2 separate regions of the Ovis aries genome follow, and region 1 is linked to region 2. Evidence: chromatin contacts called from public Hi-C data. All regions are on one chromosome and are shown on one strand. The core of a region is the stretch at or near the end of the contact, and the rest is flanking DNA. Distances in the headings are between cores, read along the strand shown. Region 1 holds the start of SCARA5 (scavenger receptor class A member 5). Region 2 overlaps SCARA5 (scavenger receptor class A member 5).

Evidence for each region. Hi-C and Micro-C count contacts between places; a contact is called where the count stands out from the background.
Region 1: a Hi-C map of mesenteric adipose tissue shows a contact between it and region 2, with 3 times the contacts expected there. The contact joins the promoter of SCARA5 here to the enhancer-like site in region 2. A contact is called at or near these places in 12 of 16 Hi-C or Micro-C datasets (blood, hypothalamus, liver and 6 more).

Annotation. Positions count from the first base shown.
Region 1 is chr2:102,392,469-102,395,999 of ARS-UI_Ramb_v3.0, forward strand. SCARA5 (scavenger receptor class A member 5) reads right to left here and starts at 1,319. Exons shown (of 9, transcript XM_004004436.6): 1 at 985-1,319. All of the region lies in intron 2 of LOC132659185 (a long non-coding RNA gene), which reads left to right.
Region 2 is chr2:102,263,268-102,266,830 of ARS-UI_Ramb_v3.0, forward strand. The region is part of intron 8 of SCARA5 (scavenger receptor class A member 5); the gene reads right to left. Among named protein-coding and RNA genes, the nearest start is that of PBK, 28 kb to the left of the region's middle. Within about 2 kb of position 1,969, at least 6 of the 54 cell types and tissues checked have an H3K27ac peak or open chromatin away from gene starts, as enhancers often do. A contact at or near this core is called in tail adipose tissue, where this site is marked.

The sequences.
Region 1 (3,531 bases), core at 69-2,568, 130 kb after region 2:
ACATGGGGTCCCAAGCTGATGCCACATCTTATCCCCGGGGAGCTTGGTCTGTCAGCTAACACATCCAGCCTCAGCCTTTGCGATGAGGAGGACACACCTCCCAGCTACAAGGTCTCTGTGAGTCTCATGTGGATCAGGGCACATGGGAGGGCTGTGTGGATGGGGCAGGTAGGGAGATGGTGGTGGAGCCTGGTAACCACCCACGGACCCCCAGCATCTTCTGATCCTGCCAAGCAGCCTGGTACAGGGGTCTCTGGGTTCCCTCAGCCTCCCTCCCACCTAGCTAGTCCCAGAAACAATCCCATTTGGACCCCTTTGCGAAAGCAATTGTGAATGCAGACCAGACCTGAGAGCCATACCTTGATTCTCAAAGCCCCCCTCCAGGCAGCAGCAGGACTCAATCAGTTCTTCCTGCAGAGGGGTGGTGGCCCCAGCCTTGCTGGGTTCCAGCATTTAACGCTACAGGGCTCGTAACTCCTCAAAATCAGATAGGGATCACCGTGAACAAGGTCCTCTCTGGAGAGAGAATTGCTAAGGAGGCTTTGAGCCCTTTCCTCCTCTAACTGTACTCAGATCATCTGAAGCATCACTCAGAACTAGAGAGGTGCAGATGATTTATAAACAAGCTCTGCCTTCCTACGTTCCACTGCTGGGCACACCCACAGGCACACGCATGCACACACATTCACCACACATGTGGAGAGACTGTCACCTGTACCATCTGCTCCCTGAAGAGGCTCTGGCGCTCTGACACAAGCCAGGCAGAGTTGCCACTAAGGCGATCACTTTCTCTGGCTCCCAAATACCCACACTCACCAGCCCAGACAGATGGATGAAAATCTGGCAGATCCCCTAGGCTGACAGTTACAACCTCCCCTCCCAGGACCTGCACCTCCACGCGATGCCCAAACCTGTGCCCTGTGTCCTCCGGCTGCCTTTAGGAAGCCATGCCCAGGTGCTAGGACAGTCAGTGCCCAGACTCACCTGAGTGCCCCCAGTGAAGCTGCAGAACCTGTCCCCTCAGTTCCTGGCATTTGCCATGGTGGCTGGAGAGCTGGCCACTGCCCCCACCCCGAGACCCAGGCAGCCCCTCAGAGCTTGTCCCCACAGCCAGCCGAATCCAGACGGAGTCATAGAGGCTGCCCAGTGCCCAGGGTCTCGGGGATCACTTCTCCAGGAGGATCAGGAGGCAAGACTCAACCTTGTGCCCAAGTGGGAGTCCCTGTCTTGGTGTCTGGCCTCTTTCAGCCTTGGGCAGCGCTCGAGATGTTCTGTGGAGGCACCAGCGGCTCCGCTAGGTACTGACTGAGCTGTGAACTGCAGCTGCACTGGCCGCCAGGCTTTATAAAGTTCTTGGAGCAACTGCGAGGCTCCCCTGGGGCCTAGAATGCATCCTCCCTCTAGTGGCCAATCTCAGCATTACAGCTTCACGCAGGCATGCCTGCTGCGTCTTGGTCTTGGGACTCCACCCTCCTGTTCTAAAGGCTCTGCTCAAGATACTTTTTGGAAAGCTTCTAGTGGAATGGCAGCTAGACCTGGCTTAGGAGCTGCGCAAGGAACCCAGCCTTGTAAATTTATTTATAGGACAGAATTGGCATTGCTCAGTTCATTCACCAAACTTGGGGTAGAATTACTACGTTCTGTGTTTTCTTGGAGGCATATCTACCCGTAAAGGACACAGATTGCCCACACCAGGGAGATTCAGAAGAGGACTCTGAGGGTGCTGAAGGAACTTCCCAAAGTCAGGTTCAATGCAATTCATCAAGGAAGCCAGGGTTTCTGGAGCCCCGACGTTGTACAAGGGTTAGGCTACAGGGGTGAGTGAGAGGAGGCTGCTGTCCTTAGGGGGTCGCAACCCAGGCTGAGAGGCAGGCTTGGACACAGATAACTGTGGCGCTAGTGGTAAGGAACCTAGGAGACATAAGAGACACAGGCTTGATCCCTGGGTTGGGAAGAAACCCTGCAGGAGGGCATGGCGACCCACTCTAGTATTCTTGCCTGGAGAGTCCCATGGACAGAGGAGCCTGGCAGGCTACAGTCCATGGGTCACAAAGGGTGGGACACAACTGAGCGTCTGACCACACACCTGTAAACCTCAGCATAGCTATATTCAATGTGTAAAAACAGGAGCTCTCACCAAAATGTTGAGGGGGTGATTACCTTCATTCAGGTTGAGATGGTGATGGGAGAAGCATCAGAGAAATACTGAAAACAATCTGAACCATGGTACATGGTCAGTTTGTATGTGTGGCCCTTCCCCCGCCTCCCACCCCAGAGACAGAGCGCTGAAGGTCACGTTCACGAACATACGCCTGTTTCTTGGTTACAAATTCAGCCTTAGCACTGGAGCGCCAGACCTCGTACCTGAGAACAGTCTGCCAGGGCTCAGCTCTACCCCCCATCCCACCAAACCACAGCTGAGTCACAGAAGTCTTAGTCACTGTCAGTAACTGCCTCTTGACCGTCCCTGGGAGGGAGCTACAGTGTGGGGCTCCGAGGCTCCGTTTTACTGGAAAAAGCAGTAATTATATCGTAATGATGATGATAATTATAATTGGAGGATAAGGAAGAGGGAGGAGGGGAGAGGATGGGGAGAAAGAGGAGGAGGAGGAGGTGAAAGGGGAAGTGAGAGAAAAACATTTCATCATATGTTCCCTGTGCCAGGCAATTCCAAGTGCTTTTCATATATTAACTCATTTAACCTTGATGGCAACCCTGTCAGGTAGGCACTGCTATTGCTGGTGGTTTAGCCACTAAGTCATGTCCGATGCTTGCAATCCCATGGACTGTAGCCCACAAGGCTCCTCTGTCCATGGAATTCTCCAGGTAAGAATACTGGAGTGCCATTTCCAGTGGGTTGCCATTTCCTCTCCAGGGGCTCTTCCCTTCCGCAGGGATCAAACCAGCATCACTTGCATTGCAGGCAGATTATTTACCAGTGAACCACCAGGGGAGCCCAGGCACTGCTATTATTCCCATTTTATGGAGACAGAGGAAATAGGTGATTTGTCTGCAAGTGCCAGAGCTCGATTCTACTCCAGGCAGTGTGACTGTACAGTCTGTGCCCCCAGCCACTCCCCTAACTGCCTCTGATGAAAAAGAGTGTGTTTCAGTCACCCATCAAGTCACCAGTGTCCCTAGGAATGTCATTCTACAAATAGCAGGAAATGTGCTCAGAGTGTTGTCTCCGAGCATCTCATTGTAGAGGATGTATTGATCAGCAATAAATGCAGTGATTGGTGAGACCCTGGTGATGTCCTACTGTATGTGAAATAAAGCGTTATTTATTTTTACTGAAGTATAGTTTATTTACAGTGTTTCAGGTGTACAGCGAAATGATTCATTTATACATGTATATTCTTTTAGAATCATTTCCGTTATACATTATAAGATATTGAATGGAGTTCCTTGTGCTATACAGTAGATCCTTGTTGTTGTTGTTTTTTAAGTTTTACTAAAGTATAAAGGAGATAGAGAAAGCTTCCGACACAGGCATCAGAAAGGGGCAGAAAGAGCACCCCGATCCTTCTT
Region 2 (3,563 bases), core at 719-3,218:
TTGCTGCTGAATATTCAGACAAGACATAATCAGCGGCACAATGTCAGAGAGATCTAACTCGGACAGATCCAGCACCCCATAACCAAATATCTGTGTCGACATCACCTCCAGTATTTTAAAATTTTAAGCTGATGGTCTCACACAATGAGCTTCAAACAGTAGTCCTTGGAATGACAGCAGATCTCAGAAATTAACATTATCACCACACAAATATATTATGACAGGCGGAAGCATCCGTAACCATAAGCAACTAGGTCAGTTCCCAAAATACAAGGTCGCTAAGACAATCCAGCTGAGTTTTGCCCACCTGTTCACCCCACCCTGTTCACTCAGCTCGTAGGAGGACCACCCTGATGGTCTAAAGGTGCCCATGCAAGGAGTCTTTAGTTGGTTTTCCCAGGATTGTACCCGAGTCTCAAGAGACACAGACTTGGCACTGAGGTCTTCAATGAACGTCAAGGGAATAGGTCAGCTGGGTGTGGCTTCAAGGGAATGGAGAGGGCTTGTTTGGGGTCAGCGGAGAGGGGAGAAGTCACCTGGAGCCCCCACTGATGAACTGGCAGGGCCATCAACCATGTTCTGGTGGGTTCTCTGGGCTGATGGCCAAGCCACATCTTTAATGGTGGGAGCTCACTCGGGAGCCCTCTGGAATGCTGCCTGAGCTTCAGGGCTCCCATCTCCCATGGAGTCATTATCTTAGAGCTTCGCTACTCAAAGTGTGATCCTAGATCAGTAGCATCAGAGTTTGTTAAAAATACACAACCTCATGCCCTGCCCAGGACCTACTGAACCAGAATCTACATTTGAACCAAGTGGTCCTGCACTGAAGTTTGAGAAGCACTGGTACAGCAGAAATAGGGCTTTACAACAAGCAGGACAAATCTCAAGTCTCAGCCCATCCAGGAGGACCATTTCAGTTGTAAAAGTAGGAGGGGATTCCCAGGATGTGAGACTTTTGGTGCTGAAGCTAAGTAAACGGAGAACCTACTTGTAACTTACTTGTTACGTTCAAGAGCTGGTATCAGAAATCATGGGGTTGAAGGTCAGAAACTGCGTTCCAATATTGCCATGTCAATCTGGGCGAGTTAAACGAGGTAATTGTGTTTAGCCGCTATGTAGTATCCAACTCTTTGCAACCTCTTGGACTGTAGCCCACCAGGCTCCTCTGTTCATGGGATCGCCCAGGCAAGAATACTGGAGTAGGTTGCCATTTCCTTCTCCAGGGGAATCTTCCTGACCGAGGGATTGAACCCGAGTCTCCTGCCTTGGCAGGCAGATTCTTCACTGCTGAACCACAAAGGAAGCCCAAACGAAGTAACAGTTCCTGTATTTTAAAGGGCTTTGAAATGCATCAAAACCCTACACGAAAGGCAGTTCAGGGATCCTAGCATCTGATCCTGGCACCATGCCTCTTTGTCCCGTCTCTCGGCAGCCAGACAACCTCTCCTTTTAGAGGAATTGTCGGGTATTGTTGTTGTTTAGTTGTTAAATCATGTCTGACTCTTTGAGTATTAAAATCCTTAAAACCTGTCACTCACCCTTGGACTGCATGGGAAATCCTTTTACAAAGCACATCCAGGGAATAACTAAACCATTTTGCTGCCCAGTAAGAAGCTCCAATATTTTGGCCACTGATACAAAGAGCCAACCCTTTGGAAAAGACTCTGATGCAGGGAAAGATTGAGGACAGGAGGAGAAGGGGGCGGCTGAGGATGAGATGGTTAGATGGCATCACTGACTCCATGGACATGAGTTTGAGCAAGCTCCGGGAGATAGTGAAGGACAGGGAAGCCTGGGGTGCTGCAGTCCATCGGGTGACAGAGTCGGGCATGACCGAGCGACTGAGCAACAACAAATTGATTGCAAGGACTTAGTGGTTTGGACATATTTTTGTTAGGCTGAGATATTCATCATCTGCTCAAGGGATTGCAGAGCAGTGAACTAGGGGACAGGGCTGGGAGGAGAGATCTCTTTCTGCTGTCTTTGTTAATGTTATTTGTTCATCACAGCCTCTTCCCTGGCCGGATACAGTGTGCCTCTTACACAATAAGCCCTTTGAGGCTGAGCAAAAATTCTCAGATTAAATGTCTCCTGGAAAACACATCAGTTTACAAATTAGCCAGGAAAAGGCTGCAGACCCAAGAGCTCCGTGGGATTAGTCACACCCAAAACAAATAAAGCAGCAAATGAAGGAGACTGACAAATACAGAACAGGCCCGAGGTTACCAGTCCTAACGCGTCCACAGGATCACGGAACTCCAAACTCTAGCTGGGGTTAGGTTAGGGAGTTCTAGCTAATGTTCAGTCATGGAAGAGCTAATAAAATGAGGACAGGGTTGTTAAATCAGCAATGCTCATATCGGCAGTTATTGGGACATCACTAAAGGGGCCAGTGAACTCAGATCATCTCTGCTCCCCACGAGTCAGAGAGGCTAGAACTCTCATGAGTCCAGATACCAATCATTGTGTCAGCTGACATCCATGAGAGCTGACACTTGACACTCATTGTGTGGCCTGAGCACCAGGAGGTCAGTATCACCCGGGAGCTCATCAGCAATGCAGAGTCTTGGGCCCACTGCAACCTGAACCTGGGTTTGATTCCTGCGTTGGGAATATCCCCTGGAGGAGAGCACGGCAACCCACCCCAGTATTCTTGCCTGGAGAATCCCATGGACAGAGGAACCTGGGGGGCTACAGTCACAGACAGTCGGACACGACTGAAGCGACTAACACACTGTATCTTAGCAGCACCTCCACCAGTCAGCATGCCTTCAAGTCTGAGAGCCCTGCTCTAGAGTAGGCCTGCTCCTCCATGCTGGTTCTCTCTGAGCTCCATAACAAGCCCCATTATGGAGCAGGAAGGGGGTTCTCTGTTCCCCGACTTTAGAGTCAGAAAACTGAAGCTACACGGTGAAGTTTTATCTTATGGAGGCAAAACTGGGACCAGAGGCCAGGTCTTCTGACACTTGGAGCCTCAGGGGCTGTTGGAATGTGAGGGGATGGTTGGGATGAGTAAGCAGAGATTTTATTTTATTCTCATCATTCATTCATTCAGTATTGAAGTGTCTACTCCATGCTCAGCGCTCTTCTGGTGTTTGGGCTACATTAGTGAACAGAAAATGATTTTTAAAAAAAACCCACTGCTGGTAAGAATATAAATTGGTGGAGAATAGTATGGAGGTTTCTCAAAAAACGAAAAATAGAATTACCATATGATTCAGCAATCCCACTTCAAGGCACATATCCACAAGAAACAAAAACTAATTCAAGAAGATACATGCACCCCAATGTTCACAGCAGCACCATAATTATACAGTTGCCAAGACAGGAGAGCAACCAGTGTTCATCAACAGAGGATTAGATAAAGAAGACGTGATATATATTATATATACAACGGGATACTACTCAGCCACAGAAAAGAACAAAACTTTGCTATCTGCAGCAACATGAATGAACCTGGAGGGCATTACTCTAAGCAAAATAAGTCAGAAAAGTCAAATACTTTATATCACTTGCAGGAGGAATCTAAGATAACACGACAAACTAATGCCTATACCAAAAAA